Regions from separate parts of the Gasterosteus aculeatus genome. Here region 2 is linked to region 1. The links are chromatin contacts, called in public Hi-C maps. All regions are on one chromosome and are shown on one strand. Each heading gives the region's core, a stretch centred on a gene start, on an enhancer-like site or on the middle of the called end of the contact. The rest is flanking DNA. Distances are from core to core; before and after follow the strand shown.

Region 1 (3,266 bases), core at 400-2,899:
GAACAAAAATAAGAAGGTAGAGAAGGGCCGTGGGGGGGGGGGAGATGGGGGAAAAAGAAGGCAGAGAAAAGGAGGGGCAAGGGCAGTTCCCTGAGAGCCACAAGGCAAAGCAGCAGCCTTTGGCAAAGACAAACAAGAAGATAGGAGTCTATCCCTATTGATATGCACAAGCAGGGACCATCGGCTAGTCTTCAGCTAAGACAAAGGGAAGAATGGGGAGAAGAAGGTGCTCTGTGGTGGAGTCCATATGTGTCTGTGAGTGGACACAGTATGAGTGGAAAGGGGAGTCAGGCGGACTGAAAATGGTGTTACATCTTTGTTGCATTACTCTTATGATGACAGAAATACACTCACCCCCTCTAGTTTGTGTCACACAAAAAAAATGAAAGAATCGCAAACTAACTGCTTGTTTTTTTTATGACGAGCGTCACAAGTTTCTCTATAACATCTTTTCTGAGGTCATCCACAACTACTGTGTACCTGCAGCTCTCCACGCTGGCTACTGAACCCCTTTAAATGGGCCCCTGCATAGTGTGCATACATGGTTTAATTACATATTACTTCTCAGCACATTGGCATTACAATCCTACGACAAGGACAGACGCCCGCGCTCTAAAGTAAACACATAAAGAGCGCGGTGAACGTGGGGCAAACAGAGTCCAGATCCATGCAGGTTAAAGTTGTGGGCCTCATTTTCACTGCAGGGGGGCCTTGAGATGCCTAAAGACAAGCATGCGTAAGGAAAAGACCACGACATGGAGGCCTGTTTAAGCCCACATTGTCCCCTCTCCATCCCCTACGGCCTCTTACAGCACCCCCACCGAGCCAACAGTCCTTTGCCTCCTTTCTGTGTCCGTGGCTCCCCCCCCCCCTCCCACACGGCGGGGACCCCTCCCCAGTGTTTGTAATCCCAGCAGAAACACTTAAGTTTCACAGTGGGTGCTCATCAAAACCATCTGCCTTGAGAAGAGGGTGGGGGAGAGATGAGGGAGGGAGGAGAAAGGGGAGAGAGCGACGGAGGAGAGGGAGGAAAGCAGGGAGGCGAGCGGCCTCATCCAGTTCATATGTTGGTCGTACTAATCTGTTCAATTAGCACCATTACAAGGCCGGCAAGTAGCTCGGATTGTTATTAGTGTAATCTTCACCCGCGCCGAGGAGCCGGGTCCGAGGTTCATTGGTTGCGGTGAGCGGGAAAAGAATATAAACTTGGGAGAGACGCCTTTCATTGCAGCTTGAAAGTAAACACTTAGCTGGATTTAAAATGCGGAAAGCATTAAGAGGAAAAAACTAAATTTAAAAAAAATGATGTGAATGCGAGCAGCTCTCGGCCGACATTGCCGACCCCGATCCTGCAAATAATGATTGCTTAACATTAAATCAATAGAAGGATTTCTCTATTTTACTTGATCAGTCTTTGGGGAGCTTATTTCCACTCACCTGTGGCAACGAGCTACCCGCTGTGAATAACAAATGCCTGCTCAGGTCTTCCTCAGAGGGCAAGTACAGGGCAGTAATATACGGTGTGTGTGTGTGTATCTGCAGGGGAGTGCTGATCTGAACTCACAAGGGGCCAAAGATTGACACTGACACACACACACACACACACACACACACACACACACACACACACGCCTATATAGGAAAGCGTGCATGCACACACACATATATATATTTTCATGCAGTTCAAACCCACTTGCAGCTGTAATAGTAATAACCGATGGACACTGGGACGCACTGCCCTCATTCTGGGTCCAGTATGAGTTACTATAAATATTTCATCGCCTGCCGGATCTACTGTTTAGTTTCAGGAGAGGAAAACGGACGGTACTCTGTCTCTCTCTGTTGCTCCTGCATGTCTAGATCAAACAATCTTCGCTATTTAAACCTCTTCCTAGACTGCTGAGGGACAGAGAGACCGATGCAGGGGGGTGGGAGGGGAGGTTGTACCAGACTGCAGCTGTGAGAGTAATTATGCGCTCTGAAATGTGATCATTTGTGATGAATAATGAATCGATGGCTGAGATAGACTAGCAATGTTTGGCAAATGGAATGAAAGCAGTGTTAAGGGAAACTAGACTCAGGTACGATAATAGTATTTATGCGTGAGAGTCTGTGGGTGAGTTCCTGAGAGCGTTTCCGTGCCTCTGTGTCTCCGTGGATACTAGCATGCATAGAGTGTCATACCTCCTGTATGGTTCTGGAGCCGGGGAAGTTGAGACTGTAGTCCCTCTGGGCCTCGCGGTGGCTGATGACCAACAGGAAGTTCTGATTTAACGAATCTTGGAGATCACTAAACGAGGAGAGGAACAAAATTAAAATGGTAAGAAATAGGATTGTACAGTATGACATCAAAAAAAGGAAAAGAAATTATGCAGAAGAGGAATATGGACTACGGGAGAAGTTATGGAAAAACATCATCACTAAGAGCCACTCAGTCAAGTATGGGGCGAGCTGAAACTTGTCAACTAGTGGTAAGCGGCTGGCCCACAGGGAGGTGGTGTCTCCTCTGGGGGGAAGAGTCGCCCACTTCACTGGTTGTGTCTTAACAAGCCTGGCCGGTGCTTCGCTCAGCACAGCAGGCAGCAACAGCCACGACCACCTGCACTGTAACAGCATGGAGTCCATCAATCTGCCTTATTGCCATTCAACCTGGAGGCCATTATGAGAGAAGCCCAGGAGGCCCTTCAGCACCTTCCTCACTACAGACCAAAAGATGCCCTCCAGGCAAGATTTGACTGCAACCAACAGCGGCCCAGACACTCGTTGACCAACTCCCGACAGCTCAGCCCTCCTCGCTGCGCCAGTTTTCTGGCTTCCACCTTTTGTCACAGAGTGGAGACAATTAGGAACGTAAGGGACAATCAACTACTTTCATTCTCAGGCCAGAGGGGAAAATGATGACGCGAAGAGGCGTCATTGTGCATTAAGACAAACCTCTTTAGCAGACGCCGTCGGATGTACTGCTGTACTGCATTTATTATTGTTACATCAATTAAAAGTCATGTCAGTTCCTTTCAATTACCGGCTACTACCTCAAGATGTTTCTATGGTTACCTATTCACCAATGTGTATAATCCAAGCTACTATGAATGCATCACTTTTATTCTAGAGCATAGTATTACGATAGGGAGGTAAAATAATAATTGACGGAGTATTAACAAAAATACAGTAAGTTGTATCTCACAAGGGCTAAATGAATAATCTGACACCTTAAAGAGTGATCCACAAATATTGGATCCAATTGTAACCATGTGCTAAAAAATATA
Region 2 (3,469 bases), core at 540-3,039, 45 kb before region 1:
CATGTCTCGTCCGCCCCGGCCTTGTTGGAGCCCTGCGCGCCGCCGCCGCCGCCGCCGCTGTTGTTGAGGATCTGCTCGATGGCCTGCACCACGTCCTTACCGCAGCCCTGCAGGACGAGCTCCAGGACGCTGCGCTTGTGGCTCGGGAACACTCGGGTCAGGATGTCGATGGCGTTCATGTGGCGGGAGGCCGCGGAGGACGGGGACGGCTCCTGCTCGTCCTTGTCGGTCTCGGAGCCGGAATCGGAGCCGAGGGAGCTGACGGAACGGGGAGTTTCCCCTCCGTCTTTCAGAGGCTTGGAGACCGGCGAGCTTATGAAAGACTCGCTGTCTCCGTTCTCGGAACCCGAGCCTCCGTGTCGGCCGTCCGGGGAAGAGATGCCCGGGGCCGAGTCGCTCTCGGTGGACGCCGGTTTCCCGGAGTTCTGCTGAGATGCGGCGGATCCGGAGAGCTGACTCTTCGGAAACAGCTCGTACTTCTGGACACTTGAATCTGTTGACACAATCAACATCACAGACTGTAAGATTGGGATGGGGGGGGGGGGGGGGGCAGGTTGGGGGGAGCAACATGTGCCAACATATGGATGTATGTGGATATGGATGTAAACTTGAGTGACAGTAAATGAATCATGAATCATGTCTGTTTAACGTTTGGCTTCAGTACAAAAATCATCGATTATGCGCATTTAACAGCCTATAATGCCAAACAACAGACAGCATCTTTGTATCAGGTGCATATTGCAAGCTCAACCGAATAGACTGCAGCAATTAGATACAAATACACAGAACAATGAGCCCTTTATGATCATTTCCACGTCTCTTATTCTCCCATTCATTCAGACTCGGTCAGAATGGAAAATAATAATAACAATAGCGTCTATCGCTCATTCTTGCGCTCACCTGAGTTGCTCTCGCTGTTGACGCAGGTGAACACCTCGTAGTTGGGACGCGGCGGGATGATGCCGTTGGCGGCGGCCAGGGCGAGTCCCTCCGCGGTGCCGTAGAGGAGCTGCAGCTCCCGCGCCTCGTTCTCCTCCTGCGCCTGCTGCCGCCGCAGCGCCACCTGCGCCGCCATCACCCGCTGCCTCTCGGCGATCAGCGTGCACTTGGCGCACATACAGTCCTTCCAGCGGCAGTAGCGCTTGTGGCCCTTCAGCGCGGACACCACGCCGTGGTTCCTGCAGCGGGCACACTTCGGGGTGCGCGGGTACTTGTCGGAGGCGCGCAGGATGAGCGGCGGGCCGCGCAGGAGGGTGCCGGCCATGGACACCGGGATGGAGGCGCCCGCCGCACTGTGGACTTGAGAGGCGGAGGAGACCGCGGGGTGCTCCTGTCTCAGATCCATGCCCTGGTTCCTCGTTGGTGTAAACTGAACGAATGAAAGAAGAAATGGCCTCTCTTCAGAACGATCTGCTTTAGTTATACTAGTAGTGAGCCGATCGGATCTGTTCAGCCGTTCATCTCTGGGCAAATGGTGAAGTCAACGATGTCGCTGTGTACCAACGAGAATATCGTGCAAAACAAGGAGGAAAAAAAGCAACGCTCGACGGTTTAATGTAAACTGTTTAAATGAGTCTGCAGGAGCGAAAGCACTCAGATACAGTGGAGTTTAAATCCGAGAAGAGCAGCAGCCGAGAGGAGCGACCATTCCTCCCCGATAGAAAGTTTAAAGTGTCCAGGAGGAGAACGAGGTTGCTACTCACCGCAGCCTGAGACACTAACTTCCTCCAGAGATCGACAGTGGATACAGATCCCTCTCACCCCCCCTCTCGATTGTTGCTCCTACGTTTTCATTAGACAAATTTGACAACAATGTGGCGTCTGTCATTGGCCAAAGGAGGAAGGAGCAATCTGATTGGCTTGCCTCTTTTTTTTTTTTTTTTTCTCAACTGTGTCCACCTGAGTTCTTATTCCAAATATCAAGTGTTAAGAATCTGAAGGAAGTTCCGGGAAAGCTAAAAATCGATGCGGTGTATATCCCCCCCAAAAAGATTTTAATAGATTCAAAACAATTGCCCCAGTTTTTGCATGTAAGCAGCTTTATTAGAAGGCCACGTGCTACCAAACAGGGCACTGCAAAAATAAATAATAGCTTTAAAATTATGGGAAATGCTCAACCTTTACAACAACCTTCCATATATTTCTCAAGAAATGTTTAATATCATTTGATGATATTATTGGATGAGAAATCTCTCGTTTTATTACAATTTCCACAGACAGGAATGATATACCTCAAAGTAAAGATGATGCGTAAATGTCTCTCGCGACTCTCATTGTGGGTAAGTATTATTTGTTTTATTGATTCAAAAGGAGGAACAATTTGATCAGTCAGAAAAAGTCTATATTTGAGGAGCGTTATTGACTGCAGACGGTGAAGCAATCGGTTGACTTGCACGGTTCTGGGCTAAAGGAAAACGGAGTATTTAAAACTGTCCAAATTATTCTCGTGGTTGCTATGACAATTGTAACGAACAAATACTTTATATAACCTTGTTTTGTGAAGAGTATTCATGAGAAAAAAAGCTTCGATTAAAATGTTATTTTTGGATGCAGCCCATGGGGATTTTTTTAAATGTGGACATATTGTTTGGTTAGCCTCATCAAAATGTCTTTGTATGGAGCCTAGTTAATGTGTTCCAAATAACTTGACATTGTCTCAAAGGAAACTAATTCATAATCACGATTTTTTGGGCTTTGATAGATCGTCAACAAGGAAAAAAATGTTTTGTCAAATATTGTTGATATCCAGTCTGCTGCGGCCCGTGTCCCAAATCAGAGCGCGTGCTAAATGCACGTTGACTCCGCCTTTGCGCATAATTACGATTACTATTATTTAAAAAAACAAAAATCATTATTTCATTCATTCATTTACACGCGGATTACTCGAAATAACAGTTTGATTTTTTTTTTAGATTTTAGCCGATACTGTATGTTTATAGATCAACTTATTTTGATTTAATCAACAAATAATATATTATTATGATAATAATGCTTTGATAATATTGTTATTTTTTATTAGTAGTATAGTGTTATTATTCATATTATTCTTACATGTATTCAGAACAAAAATACCCATATTACTCTACTCTGACATAATAAAAACATTTTTTACTCCTCTTTATTATTATAAAAATAATTGAAATTGGAGATTATTTCCGTCGGTCTTTACAAAACTCTGCAGCATTAGCGTGTTTCACTGCGAAGTGTGTCGTCCTCACATCGCTTCCCCATTAAGTAACGATAATACTGTAATGCTCGGGGAGATTTAAGAAGTCACCGACGCGCGCAGCTACAAAAGGGCAACTCGCGCAAACCACCTGCTTCCTCACCTGTTCACTCAGGATAATTAGTATGCATGCGGGCATCTGATTTTTGCCCCCCCCCCCCCTTTTCTATATCAACAATTGTCAGTCCCTCTGAGGAGGATATCATGACAAGAACAACTTTTAAAATCTCTCTCCATCCCTCC

The links. Hi-C and Micro-C count contacts between places; a contact is called where the count stands out from the background.
Region 2: a contact with region 1 is called in a Hi-C map of tail fin, with 4 times the contacts expected there. The contact joins the promoter of dmrta2 here to the enhancer-like site in region 1. A contact is called at or near these places in 5 of 6 Hi-C or Micro-C datasets (blood and trunk muscle, skeletal muscle, tail fin and 1 more).

The regions. Positions count from the first base shown.
Region 1 is chr8:17,021,589-17,024,854 of fGasAcu3.hap1.1, reverse strand. It overlaps faf1 (Fas (TNFRSF6) associated factor 1), which reads right to left. Exons shown (of 19, transcript XM_040184657.2): 7 at 2,185-2,290. Among protein-coding and RNA genes, the nearest start is that of faf1, 14 kb to the right of the region's middle. Within about 2 kb of position 1,649, at least 2 of the 9 cell types and tissues checked have open chromatin away from gene starts, as enhancers often do.
Region 2 is chr8:17,066,077-17,069,545 of fGasAcu3.hap1.1, reverse strand. It overlaps dmrta2 (DMRT-like family A2), which reads right to left and starts at 1,789. Exons shown (of 2, transcript XM_040185186.2): 1 at 901-1,789; 2 at 1-493. The coding sequence starts at 1,345.